Linked DNA regions of Mus musculus: regions 1 and 2 are each linked to region 3. A link is a contact called in public Hi-C and HiChIP or PLAC-seq data. All regions are on one chromosome and are shown on one strand. The core of a region is the stretch at or near the end of the contact, and the rest is flanking DNA. Distances in the headings are between cores, read along the strand shown. Region 1 has its middle 10 kb from the start of Gm33033. Region 2 overlaps Gm32845 (a long non-coding RNA gene). Region 3 has its middle 12 kb from the start of Gm32513.

Region 1 (4,754 bases), core at 1,281-3,780, 87 kb after region 3:
TAAAACATAATAGCATTGTTGACAAAGAATCCAAAGAGAAAAATCCACTTTCTAAATTGTGCAATTCAGGGTTTTCTGGCCTTCACGAAGCTGTGAAGCCACCACCACCACCCCCCCCCCTCCCGCCTCCTTCCTCTTCCCGTAAAGGGATCCCACCGCACAGGGCCTCTTCTGCCTTTATCGTGGAAAGTGGAAAGTGGTTCACGCAGCAACCAGCCCTTTGTTCCTTTTTGTGGCTGTATAGCACTCCCTTGTAGGAACTGATCACATTTTGGTTTTCCTTTCGTTGTTTGATGGACATTTGTTTTTACATTAATATATAGTTTTCTCGAATATAGATATCCAGGAATTCAATCATAGAAAAATTCAACTGTATTTGTGTGTGTGTGTGTGGTGTGTGGTGTGTACACGTGGGAGCTGGGGGGCTGAACACAGCATTCTGTGCGTGCTAAGTAATCTACCGCTGAGCCACATCCCTAGCCCTCCTCCTTTTTATTTTGAAACAGGATAAGCAGACTTGCACTCACTCTAAAAAATGAGGCAGGGCTTGACCTTGTGATCCTCCTGCCTCAGCCTCCCCAGCAGCCGGGATGACAGGCCTGTGACAGTAGAAGGGGCTCCCATTTAGCCCTTTGAGGCTCTGTGCAGCCATTCTCCCTTAGAGACCCTGCTGCTGCACCCTGCACACTGCTGCAAGCTCCCTCTGCCCCAGTTGCTACCACAGTTGTCTCTGCTGAACCCCACAAACCTGGTGAGGCACTAAGAGTCCACACCGGGGGAACACCCACTGTGGCTTCCATTTCTGCTGAGTTCTAACTAGGGCTTGAGTTCAGACCTGTGGGTGGTAACCTTAGAGGACTTTCTAGGGAGCAAGACAGGGGCTCTGGAATGTTCTGTGTTCATCTGGGGGCGGATTGCACAAGTGTGTACACTTGGTGAGGATTCATCCCCGTCTGTAGGATGTGTGTCTGAAGACATTTTTAATGAGCTGCTCTCAGGGTGTAGTAGCTGTGCTGATCGGGTGCACAGCTCACGTTTCTGCCACGAGGGGCACTTGTATGTATCTCAAGAACAGGAAGCAGCACCAAGAACCTTGTTTCAGAGCCTGGCTCAGTCACTGCTGAGTATGGGACCTTGGGCCAGTTGGTCACTTCTCCTCTTGAGCCTCAGTTTCCTGCCCTGTCTCTGTTTGGTTCCTCGCTTCATAGAACCCTCAGAAGTTTCCAAGAGACGGGGTCTGGGGGGATGGCTTGTTGGGTAAGAAGACCAGAGTTCAATTCCCAGAGGCCACATACAACATAAAAGCTAAGTGTGGGTTCCAGAAGTGTGTGACCCCAGGGCTGGGGAGGCGGAGACAGACCTGTGAACCCCTGAGGCTCACTGGGCAGACAGCCTAGCCTACTCAGTAGCTCCAGGCAGGGAGAGACCCCACCACACACACAAACAACAAGGTCAGGACTGGAGAGGTGGCTTGATGTCTAAGAGCAGCCAGGTTCAGCTCCCAGCACATACATGGCTCATAACCAGCTGTGACTCCAGCCCCAGGAGATCCAGCGTCCTCTTCCAGCCTCCTTAGACTCTGCATATGTGTGCTATGCATTCACAAAGATTCAAAGTGGGGGAAAAAATCAGCTGACGTGGTGATAAATGCCTTTAGCCAGGTGGATCTCTGTGAATCTGAGGCCAGCCTGATCTGTAAAGCAAGCTCCAGGCCAACCAGGGCTACATTGTGAGACCTTGTCTGAAAAAAAAAAAAAATCTAAAAATAAATAACTAAACGAAAAGGGTGGAAGGTATCTAAGGACTGGCAGCTGAGGCTGTTCTCTGGCCCACACTAGACACACAAGTGAGCATACAGAAACCACGTTTTAAAACAGGGAGATTATAAAGCACGAGGGAACTCAGAAAGAATTGCTTGCATACAGCACATTTCCCCAGAAGCAGAGGGGGAGGTGGGGGGCCAGGTCTAGGATTCCACTTGAGGTAGACAGACCTTGAAGACCCAGAGCTCTGGACCTTTGCGACCGAAACCCCGCCCATCTTTTGCTCTATTGGTCGGTTACCTGCAACCTCCCCCAGGTTCCTATCACCTCTTCCTATACGATCTCATTGGTGCAGTTGCTCAAAAGGCTCAAGGGACGGGAGTTTGTGTCCTTCTGACTCCGGCCCCCCAGATAGCTCTAGGTGCTTCCACACATCTCTATGCAGGCTGCAGGGGATGTGTCCCGCTCAGTCCCGTTTACCAAGGGTCCGATGACAAGATTGCTGCCTTGCCACCCGAGTCTGTCCTGGAGACTTTTCCTATTATTAACCGTCCTTTGCTTGGGGAGTGGGACCTGTGCTGTTTATGTATCTGTCCCCTACGATGGCTCAGAGCCACTTAGGTCAGCTGTAGATTCAGAGTCTACCCGAGATAAGATCGCCCTTCCCTAAGCTCCTCCCCTTTCCGAGCCCCGCCTTCTGCTGGCTGTGTTTGGGCTTTTACAGACTTTTTTTTTTCAAATTGACTTTGGCTTCTTGGCCTGAACTCTGAAGTGCTTGCTGATAAGATACGAGCTTGGCTGAGGCTGAGGGGCTGAGAGAGAGGGAAGGCAGGGAGCACAGGGGGCAGGAGAGGCGGGGCTTGGAGACGAAGTACCTAGTAACTGTGGGCAGTGGGCTGTGTGTCCTTGGTGGTGGGTCACGGTCTGCCTTAGGAGGAAAAGAAGTTGGTGGTGGCCACACCCCAGCCGTGGGCCCCCAGTTTCTCACTACCTCCTAGGGCAGCTAGATCAAACATGTGGCCATCTTTGCAGCTTCCCGAGCTAAACCAGACCCTCTGGGCAAGTTAGAGCAACGTCCCACAGGTCTGAAGGCATAGCCCAAAGAGATTTGCACCCTTCTGGCAAAGAAGCTGATTCCACGAGTACCCACATGGCGTGGTAGGCCGAATGTCACTATTTCAACCGTGCGGATATACATCCATGGTCAACTCTTTGTGGTGTTTGCCTGCTAGACAGTGATCTGGGCTAGAACAGGGGACTAAACCCATCCAGAGGGCTGAGAGAGAAGGATGCTGGACTGGGGAAGGGCTCCGTTGGTAGTGCGAATGGTCAGCTTGCTCAACATGCAAGGCTGATTCCATCCCTGGTGTGGCATAAACCAAGCACAGTGGTGCTGTGTGGATCTCAGCACTCCGCAAGCTGGAACCGGAGAGTCAGAACTTTAAAGTCACCCTTGCTGGCCTGGGTTTCATGAGGCTCTGTCACCAAAAATGTGCTTGTGATCTGGTGTGTAGGTGGACAGGTAGGTAGCAGGTCAGAGCAGGGGACACTGCAAGGCCTCCCCAGGCATGTCAGGTCCTGCTTGAACTCTCTGGCTCCCCAGGAAATCTAAAACGCTGAAGGCCACCACCCAGTCCTGCCCCTCCCTAGCCAGAGTCCAGAGCGCTGGTCTCTGCCTGCTGCCCTCACCTCCCACCTCCCACTCACGTCAGCTCCTCCTCCCGGATGCTCCAAACGATCCAGGTCCCTCTTCCAGAGGATCATCTGTAGCCACAGCCTCCCTGACCAAGCTCCGGTTTGCATGAATGGCCAGGATGGCCAGAGCCCAGGCTCTGTGGGTGACCCAGTAGTATCCCATGCTACCTCAGTTCCCCCATCTGGAGAGCAGGCAGTGATAGTACATATGTCACATCGGGATGGGAGGAAGATGACAGTTAACACACATGTTTAGAGGTGCCAGGCATCAGTCAGCGCCATTATTACACCCGGCTCCCCATCCCACCCCCCAAAGCCTCAACACGGTTCACTTCACATCTGGCAGACAAACTAAAGTGACCCCCAGATATGTTCATGAAGATGATTAGGGGAAGGAGGGCCTGGGACAGAAAAACCCCACAGGACTAACACACACACACACACACACACACACACACACACACACACACACACACACAAACATGCGCGCGGGCGCGCCTCAGGAGCCTGGCTTGGAGGAAGAAAACAACACTATCTTGTTTTCCTGTGGTCGCAGCGGAAGGGATGAAACAAGAAATTTTTTCCCTCTCTCACGTTTGATGTGTTTTCCTAATGTCCTCCAGAAGCAGTTTCTATTGAAATGGGAACTTCAATCACAGCGGATCCAGCAACGAATGGGCCATGGCCTCCCTTTCTGTCGCTGTTCCCACACGGGGGCCAGAAGTGGTGGGTCCCTTCAGAGTGATGAAGGAGATGGGGAGGCAGTGCTGGGGCATGGGGCTTGGTGCTAGACAGTCACAAGCTGACCCCAGAGCTTTGGGGTGTTCTGATACCACCCCACAAAAAGCCTGCTGAGACCATTTGAGAGCAAAGTCCTCAGCTGGGCCTCCCTGGTCACCATCCCTGCCCCCAGGTGTCTGGATGTGCTTTGTTGGCTTTCTGTGCAACCCTGTCAAAGGCGACATTATGAAGTGCCCAGTGGTCCCAAGGGAGCTGAATAGAGGAGCCCCCTGGTGATAGAGCCAGCCTCTGTCTCGCTTCTCCATTTACGCCTTTGCCCTGTGATTTCTGCCATGTTTTGAAGCATGCAGATGGGACCTCGTGACTTTGGACTTTCCTTCCTGTAGAACTGTGGGCCAAGATAACCCACAGTTACTTAACAGCTACCAGGCCTCCAGGATTTTGTCACAGCAATGGAAAATGGAAAAGGCAGCCTGTGACACAGAAGGAAAACAGGCTCCAACATTTAAGAGTTCGCCCGTGACAGCTGACAGATAGAATCGGAGTGGAACGCCG
Region 2 (4,336 bases), core at 103-2,602, 66 kb after region 3:
GGGGAGAGCCAAGCAGGGGAGGAGAAGAAGAAGGAGACAGGATACAGCTGGATTTGACTTACAGATTAACAAGAAATGACTTCTTTGTCTATGTGCCCAAACAATGCTTGTGACTGACTCAGCCTGTTTTCTCTGGGGATCTGGTCCTGCATAGACAGAGACACACTAGAGCGTGTAAGTCTATGCTCAGCAACTCATCTAGGGGTGCTGCGTGCAAATCCCTCAGGAACCAGCCCTGGAGTCCAGGTCTTCCATACCAGCTGCATCACCAGGGCTAGCGAACAGTCTTCTCTGGGCTTCACACTTAGATGTCCATCTTAGATAGTGACAAGTGGCAGACTTGGGGAGCTCTGGGCAGAGCCTGGAGCTGTGTGTCTGATGAAGGGAAGAGCTTGCCAGTCATCTCCTGCGACCTGGCTCTAGCCAGTGAGACCACAAGAAGCCCTTCTGGGATTCATACTCTGAGAAGACCATGTCTCTTAAGGGCCAGGCAGTACTGTCCCCAATCTTCATTTTTGCCTTAGGCATCATAAGAATGTAGTGTTAGAATCTAGTGTGAGAGTCCAGCCTGGACACACCTGCAGTGGCTCCTCCCATTTCACAGACACCCACTGAGGCACTGTCTGGGAGTCAGTCCCTAGCCAGCAGACACCCCAGGGCCAGGACTTCCACCTGGGAAGTGAGTTTACATCAAGGGTATTGGTGTCCACGCATGAACTTGCACCCCATCCCTTGCCTCCTGTCTAGGAATCAGAGAACCTGGCTGTGGGCTTGTGCCAGATACAGAAATTTGACTGTCTCCCAGCAACCATGGTGGGGAATGGCACATCCACATCTGACCATTGCAAAATATTAAAGCAAATCCACCCTGGGCCCAATGTCATGGGCCATCCAGGATGACACTGCCTCCCTGGGGGACACTTGGTAGTGATGGAGTGTTCACTGACGGCCCTATTTAGGAAAGGACACCAGGACAAATATGCCTCTTCCTGTGCCCAGAACAGCGGAGAAAGATCGGGCCCAGCCTGCCAACAGGGTTGTGTCTGGCAGTGTCTGTGACCCTAGGGAGGCAGGGAGTCTGCTGGGCTCTAGGAGAAGTGTGACCCCCCCACCCATGCTAGGAAGTCTTTTACTTGCCCTCTGTCCCCTCAGCCACGTTTCCATCTGGGGACCGCCTACCTTGCCCATCTCTGAAGTAAACAGCCACATCCGCCCATCCCAAGGTGGTATAGGACACACTTCCAGGATGTCATACTCTGTCTGTCCCCCAGCCAGGCCCGTTTCCATGTGGTGGGTGCATTGCACAGTACCATCCGCCCCCAGGCGGTTCCAGCTGGAAGCCAGACAGGCCTTTTGCTCCTGGAATGCGGGACCCACGCCAAGCTGTGGAGAGGGCCGGCTGATAACGGAGTGCTGACCACTGCAGACTGCTTCCTAGAGAAATGCCTTCACCTCTTCTGCCCAAGTTCCCAGGATGTGGCAAGCCCCAAGATTCCTGGGTCAGTGGGGCAAATTTCCAGAATCTTCCATCCCAGCCTCACATATTCCCAAGAAAGTGTAACAAAAGCTTCCTGGCTGGGGAGTTCTGGGAGTCGATTAAAAAATGCAAGAGGGTATGCTGGCCACACTAAAGTGCTCTTTCTCTCTGGGTCCTCTTCTTGAGGGAAAATTGTTTGTTTACCCAGGGATGGTTATGCCCGCAGCCGTGGCTGCTCTATCCCTCCACCCACCAGCCCTGTGCCAGCACCTCATGGCCGTCAGTCACCAGCACATCTGTCTCTTTGCTCTGAGGGCCACACAAGACACACAGGAAGTGACTGAGCATCTGTGCCTTCAACAGCCATCTTCCTCACATTAATGAGCTGGGCAGGAGCTCACTACATCTCTCTGTCCCTCTTCCCGATATGACCACACTGAATAAGGCTCTTTTTCTATTTTCTACTTTAAAACTGGCTGAGACCGGTGGCTGAACCTAAGTTGAGGCAAAGGTTGTGAGCCCCAAGTTCGGTAATACCTAGGGGTTTGATGGAGCCTGGGTCTGTCCCATCCAGTCCCTGCTGCCTGGTGAGAATGTCTTGGAGGTTGTTTTGTGTTGTGTACGGGGACCAGGAACTCTCTGTGGGATTCAGTGGCCACTGGGCAGTGCCAGCTCTAGAATGGCCCTGCGAGGGCTGCCTTCCCCCATTAGCCTCGTGTCCCCATCCTTAACTTTCTGGTGACAGCCTCAGTCCCAGGTTGAGACCCAGGATTTTGTAGGTCAGATAGATGTGGCTGTCCCCACCCCATCCCCAAATGCCCAGGACTCAGAAGTTGGACAACACCAGACTTCAGGGAGACACTGGGCCCTGTGTTGAAGCCTCTACACCGCCCTGCCCTCTGTTCTCAAGAATCTACATCAGCGGTTCTCAACCTTCCTAATGCCGCGACCCTTTAACACAGTTCCTCATGTGGTGGTGACCCCCCACCATAACATTATTCTTGTTGCTACTTCATAACTGTAATTTTGCTACTGGTATGAATCATAAAGCAAATACCTGTATTTTTTTGATGGTCTTAGATGGCCCTTGTGAAGGAATCATTCACCTTTCAAAAGGGTCCCGGGACCACAGGACAAGAGCCACCCCCCTTATATGAGCTGTCTCCTGAGCTCCAGACCCCACTCACAGCTTCCCCAGGGCTTTGTGTTTCCTCCTCCAATCTGCTACCCAGGGCCCTGTGTGTTCAGACATCTCCCTGGGTGCCTGTTGCCCATCCCCGGCTGGGCATTCCCTCACTGTCCTTCCCCTGTGTGCATTGAATAGCACAAATCAGTAGGAAGCCAACGTGCTGCTGAACGATCTTGGGCTAAGAGCTAGGGTAGGGGGATGAGCTATTACTTTCGAACCCTGAACAAAACCTAGAGCAATCCCGGCTTCTATGGGCGTGTTGGAAAGTCCATGACATGTCTAAGCAGTAGGAAAGACTAGGGGCTGATTAGGACGCCTTGCTGGGACCCAGCTGTGCCTTGGTACTCAGGGAAGCCTTCCCTGAGGAGGTTATGCTGCAGCTGACGTATGAGAAGAGATGGAGAGAGATGGGAAGAAGAGATGGGAGACGAGGGACCTCGCGTGCCAGTACCAGAGGGGTTTCGAGAGGATGCAGCAGGGGGTGAAGGGGGGCAAGCCAGTCTGACCCCAGGCGCTCCTCACTCATTTTGGACCTACTGTGTGCTGGGCTCACAGGCAGCTTGCTGTCCCATGGAGCCCCAGCTAGAGGGTAGGACAGTTGCCAAGCAGAGAGGGAACAGATGTTGATGCCCAAAGACTGACAAGCATCAGCATATCTCTGCCGACTGGAACTGCACACAGCTGGCTCCCCAAGAACCGAGGTAAATGCTGTGTGGAGATACACATTCAACACACAAATGCACATACACGTACATATACACATGCATGCGTGTACACACACAGCATAAGCATTGCATGCATGTGTGCATATATACATGCACGCACATGTGTGCACATGCACACAAACACACACAAAAATGAATAATTCCTTGAACTGCATACAAGACAGGTATGAAGGAGCCAGGTGTATCAACTCAACGCCTTGGAGGCCGAGGTAGAAGGGTTGTGAGCTTGGGACCAGCCTGGGCCTGGCTCTCCAAAATCAAATTTCCCTGTCCTGTGATCCTGTTGGTCACCCTCCATGCTGAGGTCACCTTCCACGCAGGCAGAGTGGTAGTCTCCCGGAAGCAAGGAGCTGGGCTAGGCCATGTCACTCACATGAATATTCCCTACCCCTATAACCTCTTTCTCCTTTGCCCAGAGCCTGGCAGGCACAAGGCTCTAGTGGGCTCTGTGTAAAGGATCAACACGTGTCAACCCCTCTGTCCACCCAACCCCTTCTCCAGCCTCTAGACCTCAGCACACACCTCTCCATCCCAACTCTCTGGGATGATCCCTGGGGACACTGTCCCCTCCCCCATGCAGCCTTTCCAGTTGTCTGGCCCTGCCTGTCCCATGCAAGTGTCTGTGACCAACACCTCCTCGGGGACCGCTTCCTCCTGCTCTATTACTCCCAGAAGCTGGAGTCAGGGGCAGCGCAGCACCAAGGAGCCTGAGGTCCTCCTGACTCCCCAGAGAAGCCCAGCTCTGCTTCCAACTCTGGTTCCTAGCCCCTTCTTAAGTGCAACCGAGACCTTGCCACAGTCGCACAGGGGCTGAGAGGCAGTGGCTGCTGGTGTTGCCCCCAGGGCCGTGAGGGACGGGGGGGAGGCACTACATCCTAGAAGTCAGCTGATAATGAGGGCTGGAGAATGGAGGGTCTGGGGAACAGCCAGGTCTGAGCAGGAACC
Region 3 (4,811 bases), core at 82-2,581:
TTTGGAGGCGAAGGAGCACTTTGTAGCAAAGGTCACGGCTGTCTCAGGTGTGTTTATTGGCGCTTAGTTTAAATTGCCCCTCACGTCCCAGGAAGGTGGAAGTCTTAAAATTACTTCTCCCTCCATCTGGCGCCGCCCAGGCCCGGAAGCTCTGAGTCGCCTCACACTGAATTATTAATTATGATTTTCTTCTGTAATTGTCTACCCTGGAGTATGGACCAGCAGGCTCTGACTTGCCTGACCTTAAAGACAAGAACTCAAAGGCTCTTGGAGATCAGTTGCCTCAGTCAGTGGAACTGCTGTGCGACCCTGGGCAAACACATTTCCTCTCTGGGCTGTTCCATATGTGTGGTGCGGAAGTGAAAGCTTTTGAGTCTGCTAGCAGGGATATTTTTCTCTTGTTCGGTTGGAGACAGTGTCTCAGCATGTAGCTTTGACTATCCTGGAACTATGTAAACTAGGCTGGCCTAGAACTCACAGAGATCCGCCTGCCTCTGCCTCCTGAATGCTGGGATTAGAGGCACGGACCCCCACTGCCCAGCTAGGAGGGACATTCTCTTAATTTCAAACTTGAAAGTGGGTCTCTGGTGCATTGTAATTTTAGATTTGGATGGTCCTAGGGAGGAAGAGAAATGGACACTCAGCCATCTTCCACAGGTCATCCCAAGGTCACCTGGGATCAACATCCATTTATTAGCAGACAGGGAAAAATTAAGGGGTGGAGCACCAAGGAAGGCCTGGTAGAGAGCCAAGAAAGTCACTTCCCTTAGAGACCATAGGCCAGAGATGATCACATGGTTCTAGGTGCAAAGCAAGTTGGGAAATGTAGTCCCTGACTAGACAGTTACTAACCTATAGCAACCTCTGTCCTCTGGTATTCTCTCTCTCTCTCTCTCTCTCTCTCTCTCTCTCTCCCTCTCTCTCTCTCTCTCCCTCTCTCCCTCCCTCCCTCCCTCCCTCCCTCCCTCCCCCCTCCCCCCTCCCCTCTCTCCCCTCCCTCTCCTTTCTTCTCTCTCTGTTTCTGTCTCTCTCTGAAATGTGACTTGCCTGGAACTCACAGAGATGTGACACTCTTTTTCTTTAGTTGCATTTTTATGTATTTGTGTGTTTTGGGGGGGGGGGGGTGGCGGAGGAGGGATAGGGAGGGGGAGGAAGATGGAGGAAGGGGGAGAGGGGGAGGGGGAAAGGGAGAGGGGGGAGGCTTTGCTTGCAGCAGTTCATGTGTGGGAGTCAGAGGACAGTTTCAGGAGTCAGTTGTCCCCTCACACCCAGTAGGCTGTCAGGCTGAATGGCAGGCATCTTTCCCTGCTAGGCCTCAGTGTTCTCAGTGTTCTCTTTTCAAAGGAATTACACAGAGGAAAGGAATTTCATCCCTTGTTTATCAGTGAACTAAAACATGTGAACTAAAGCATGTGACTTCCTTCCACGGAGAAAGCTCCTGTAAGGTCTGCCCTGTACCTGTGAGGGGGTCTAGTGTGGGCAGAGGATGGACAGACAGATACAAGGACAGACAGACGTTCAGATGAGCAGAGCACAGAGAGCTTGGAGCAGACTGTGGATGAGTCCCCATGACTAAGCCGAGAAGGCCTGTCAGTAGAAGAAGGGGGGCGGGGGGAGGCGGAGACCTTCTGAACACAGTGTGCGGCCATCAAGCATGCCCCTGCAGAAACAGTGTGCGGACCCAAACCTCACTCCACACGAAGCACTGAGGGGTAGGCGAGATGGCTCAGTGGGTAGTGTTCACTGTGTTAGTGCGAGCACCCAAACTCAGATCCACAGTACCCGTACAACTAGCCTGGTGTGATGGGGAATAACCAGGAGCCCAGTGCCTGGGGGTAGGGGTGGAGATGGGAGAATCCCTAGGACTCCCAGACCAGACACTCTAACTGAATCAGATCACTTCAGGCCATAGAAACCCTGCCCCCAAAAGATAAGGTGTCGAGAGCCAGAGGAGGACTGGCCAGTTGGGCCTCTCAAACACACACGGTCGAAAGAACCATTGACTCGAAAAAGCATAGTAAGAAGATAAGGAGTGGCCCAGCCTCAAGAAGGCTGAGCGAGAAGCTGCATGATGTGAGAACAAGGGAATTAGGGGAAGACCTGAGCTCGGATCCCTAGCACCCAGATAAGAGCTGACCATGTCTGAGCATGCTCGAAGCCACTGCACTGTGGGTGGGAGATAAGCAGATCCCTAGAGCTGCTGGTCAGCTGGCCTGGCTGAAACTACTTCTGTGCAGTGAGAGACCCTGCCTCAAAACACAGATAATGGAGACAGATAAATGACATCGTCCGCTGTGTCTGCGTGTGTATATGTAACACAACACACAGTATACACACATACACACCACACACATACCGTCACACATGCACTCTCAGTGCATGTGCAACACAACACAGTGTACACACATACATACACACCACACACATACACATACCACCACACACGCGCACACACACACATACTACATACCTATGCACACACACACATTCACACACATCCACCATCACACACACACACACACACACACACACACACACACATACACACACAAACACACAGGCAAATTTATCAGTGGCCTCATGGAGAGTCAACGATTATGTTCTTTAACGGCCCCATTACAAAGATGACACAGCAGAGCCTAGGCTATGAGGCTCCACAGTACGGTGCTAGCCTTACACACAAACTCATCAGTTAAAAAGGTAAAGCCAGCTGGGCGTGGCGCTGCATGTCTGTAATCCCAACACTCTGAAGTACCTGCTGAAGGAAGAGTCCAGTGAGTTTGAGGCCAGCCTGGTCTACATGGGACCAAAGAAACAGAATGCTGACAATGTGGCATGGGCCTGTCATCTTAGCTCTCTGCAGATTGAGGCAGGAAGATCGTGAGTTCTAGGCCATCGTGGGTATCCAGTGAGACCCTGTTGCAAACAACCATCCAAACAGGAAGTGAACTGAGCACAAGGGAGAGAGTAGGGGGGAAGGGATCACCATCCTTCATGCCAGAGATTCTGTGATGTTAGTCAGATATCATGGGCCGCATATTCTACTAAGTGCTTACAAAAGACGAGGACCCCAAACTCAGGGAAGGACTAGAGACTCGAGGTCCTGGAGTGGCAGTTAGTGTGGTGTTCAAAATGATGGTTAAAAAGTAGCCTAGGGGCGTGGCACAGGCACTCTGGACACAGTTGGAATCCCTGCCTTGAGATCAGCAAAGGCAGCTCCTTGTCCTGTGGCCGCGGGTGACATGACCGTGAGCCCGCTGACAGAGCACCACTTGGTGTGTGAGGAAAGCGCCCTCGAGGCTCACAGCAAACACCAGCCCTCAGAATTATGCTGAGCCAAACAATCCCAAACCAGAGGTTATACACTGTGTGATGCCATTTATAGAACATTCTAGAAACCACACAATTATAGAAATGGAGAACAGATTAGTGGTTGCCAGGGTCAGGGTCAGGGTTGGGGTGGGAAGTGGGTTTGGTTAGGGAAGAGCAGGGGGGCACTCTGTGGAACTGAATGTTTTGGGTCTCCATGATGTTACTGTAGGGGTCCTGGTGGGGTGATGTACTGTGGGTTTGTCCAATGTCATGGTCAGGCCAGGGGAAGGGCACTTAAGTCTGTGATAATCCTGGAAGTGGGTGTATTTCATAAGGACACTGTGAGACCCTCTCTGCCTAGGACCTGTTGAGAATCGCTGTGCCCTTGGGACACAGAGGCTTCTCAGAAACCTCAGGGGTGCTGAGGGGGGTGTGTGATGGGGTCACATTGTATCCTGCCTGTCTTCTCCTCAGGCCTCAGTTTCCCCATTTGTGGTGGGGTTGCAACTGAAACATGCACAGTAAGCACTCACTTCCAGAAACTCTTCAGGGAATGGGTCTGTAGTTCAGCCAGTGACTATGGAGGCCTGGCCTCAGGATGCCCTTGAAGAGTCTCCAATGAATCAAGCTCTGGGGGCTCCCTGAGATCTTCTTCCAGGGCCAGGCTACTGAGTGGGTCCACTTCCCAGCCTTTGCCGCCACTCTGGGCTCTGGTGTGCGTCCTGCAGGAGACTCCTCGGGGGCTTCTGCTCTCAGGAAGTCTCACCCATGGCCTGTCCTCTCTGGGGCCATGGAGACAAAGAAGAGGATGAACCCTTGCAGTTCTTATTCTCACGACCGCCATGAACAATGAGTCCACTGTCCCTGCTTGACCAAGGCTTTGACTTGGTGATATTTGGCCTTGTCTTAGTGATATGCTCAGTCAGTCTCTGCTTGGGGCCATGCCTGGGTCCTCTGGTTAAAGCTAGCCTCGATGGGTGTGGTGGCAAACGCCTTTAATCCCAGCACTTGGGAGTCAGGGATAGGTGAGTCTCTGTGAGTTCAAGGCCAGTCTGGTCAACAAAGCAAGTTTAGGACAGCCAGGGCTACATAGAGAAACTCTGTCTCAGGAAAAATCAAAGCTGGCCTTGAGGGGTTGAGGAGACAGTTCAGTGGACTGGAGTTCAGGTACCCAGAACTCACACTCAGCAAGAATGCTGGCTGCCTTTAATCTGAGCACTTGGGAGGTAGAGACTGAAACAGGGCCACTATCCCTTCCCATCCCTCCCCTCAGATAGGCTGGCTGACTAGACTAGCGGAGTCTGTGAGCTCTGGTTCAGTGAGAACCTCCACATGCACACACATGCACACACATGCACACACGTACACACATACTCCCTCTAGCACACACATGCACACATACACACATACTCCCTCCAGCACAGACATGCACACACATGCACACACATACTCCCTCCAGCACCCACATGCACACAAATATACACACACACACTCCCGTC

The links. HiChIP or PLAC-seq counts read pairs in DNA pulled down with a chosen protein or histone mark. A called contact is a pair of places that touch in the nucleus more often than the background predicts.
Region 1: a Hi-C map of bone marrow-derived macrophages shows a contact between it and region 3, with 2.6 times the contacts expected there. The contact joins two enhancer-like sites. A contact is called at or near these places in 4 of 15 datasets of contacts at CTCF or cohesin (the NIH/3T3 cell line, pro-B cells and stem cell-derived epiblast-like cells), 29 of 484 Hi-C or Micro-C datasets (B cells, the C10 cell line, the C3H10T1/2 cell line and 22 more), 22 of 115 datasets of contacts at active chromatin or transcription factors (CD8 T cells, the HPC-7 cell line, bone marrow-derived dendritic cells and 15 more) and 1 of 9 other capture datasets (embryonic stem cells).
Region 2: a CTCF HiChIP or PLAC-seq map of the NIH/3T3 cell line shows a contact between it and region 3, with 22 read pairs. The contact joins two enhancer-like sites. A contact is called at or near these places in 2 of 15 datasets of contacts at CTCF or cohesin (both in the NIH/3T3 cell line), 5 of 484 Hi-C or Micro-C datasets (B cells, bone marrow-derived macrophages, cerebral cortex and 2 more) and 8 of 115 datasets of contacts at active chromatin or transcription factors (cardiomyocytes, embryonic stem cells, heart atrium and 3 more).

The regions. Positions count from the first base shown.
Region 1 is chr2:167,885,636-167,890,389 of GRCm38.p6, forward strand. No RefSeq gene overlaps it. Among named protein-coding and RNA genes, the nearest start is that of Gm33033, 10 kb to the left of the region's middle. Within about 2 kb of position 2,531, at least 62 of the 459 cell types and tissues checked have an H3K27ac peak or open chromatin away from gene starts, as enhancers often do. A contact at or near this core is called in Th17 cells, bone marrow-derived macrophages, hepatocytes and 4 more, where this site is marked.
Region 2 is chr2:167,865,614-167,869,949 of GRCm38.p6, forward strand. Gm32845 (a long non-coding RNA gene) reads left to right here. Exons shown (of 8, transcript XR_375289.3): 8 at 1,272-2,368. The region is part of intron 1 of Gm33033 (a long non-coding RNA gene); the gene reads right to left. Among named protein-coding and RNA genes, the nearest start is that of Gm32928, 5.3 kb to the right of the region's middle. Within about 2 kb of position 1,353, at least 68 of the 459 cell types and tissues checked have an H3K27ac peak or open chromatin away from gene starts, as enhancers often do. A contact at or near this core is called in the NIH/3T3 cell line, heart atrium and pancreatic cancer cells, where this site is marked.
Region 3 is chr2:167,799,455-167,804,265 of GRCm38.p6, forward strand. No RefSeq gene overlaps it. Among named protein-coding and RNA genes, the nearest start is that of Gm32513, 12 kb to the left of the region's middle. Within about 2 kb of position 1,332, at least 138 of the 459 cell types and tissues checked have an H3K27ac peak or open chromatin away from gene starts, as enhancers often do. A contact at or near this core is called in the NIH/3T3 cell line, Th17 cells, bone marrow-derived macrophages and 7 more, where this site is marked.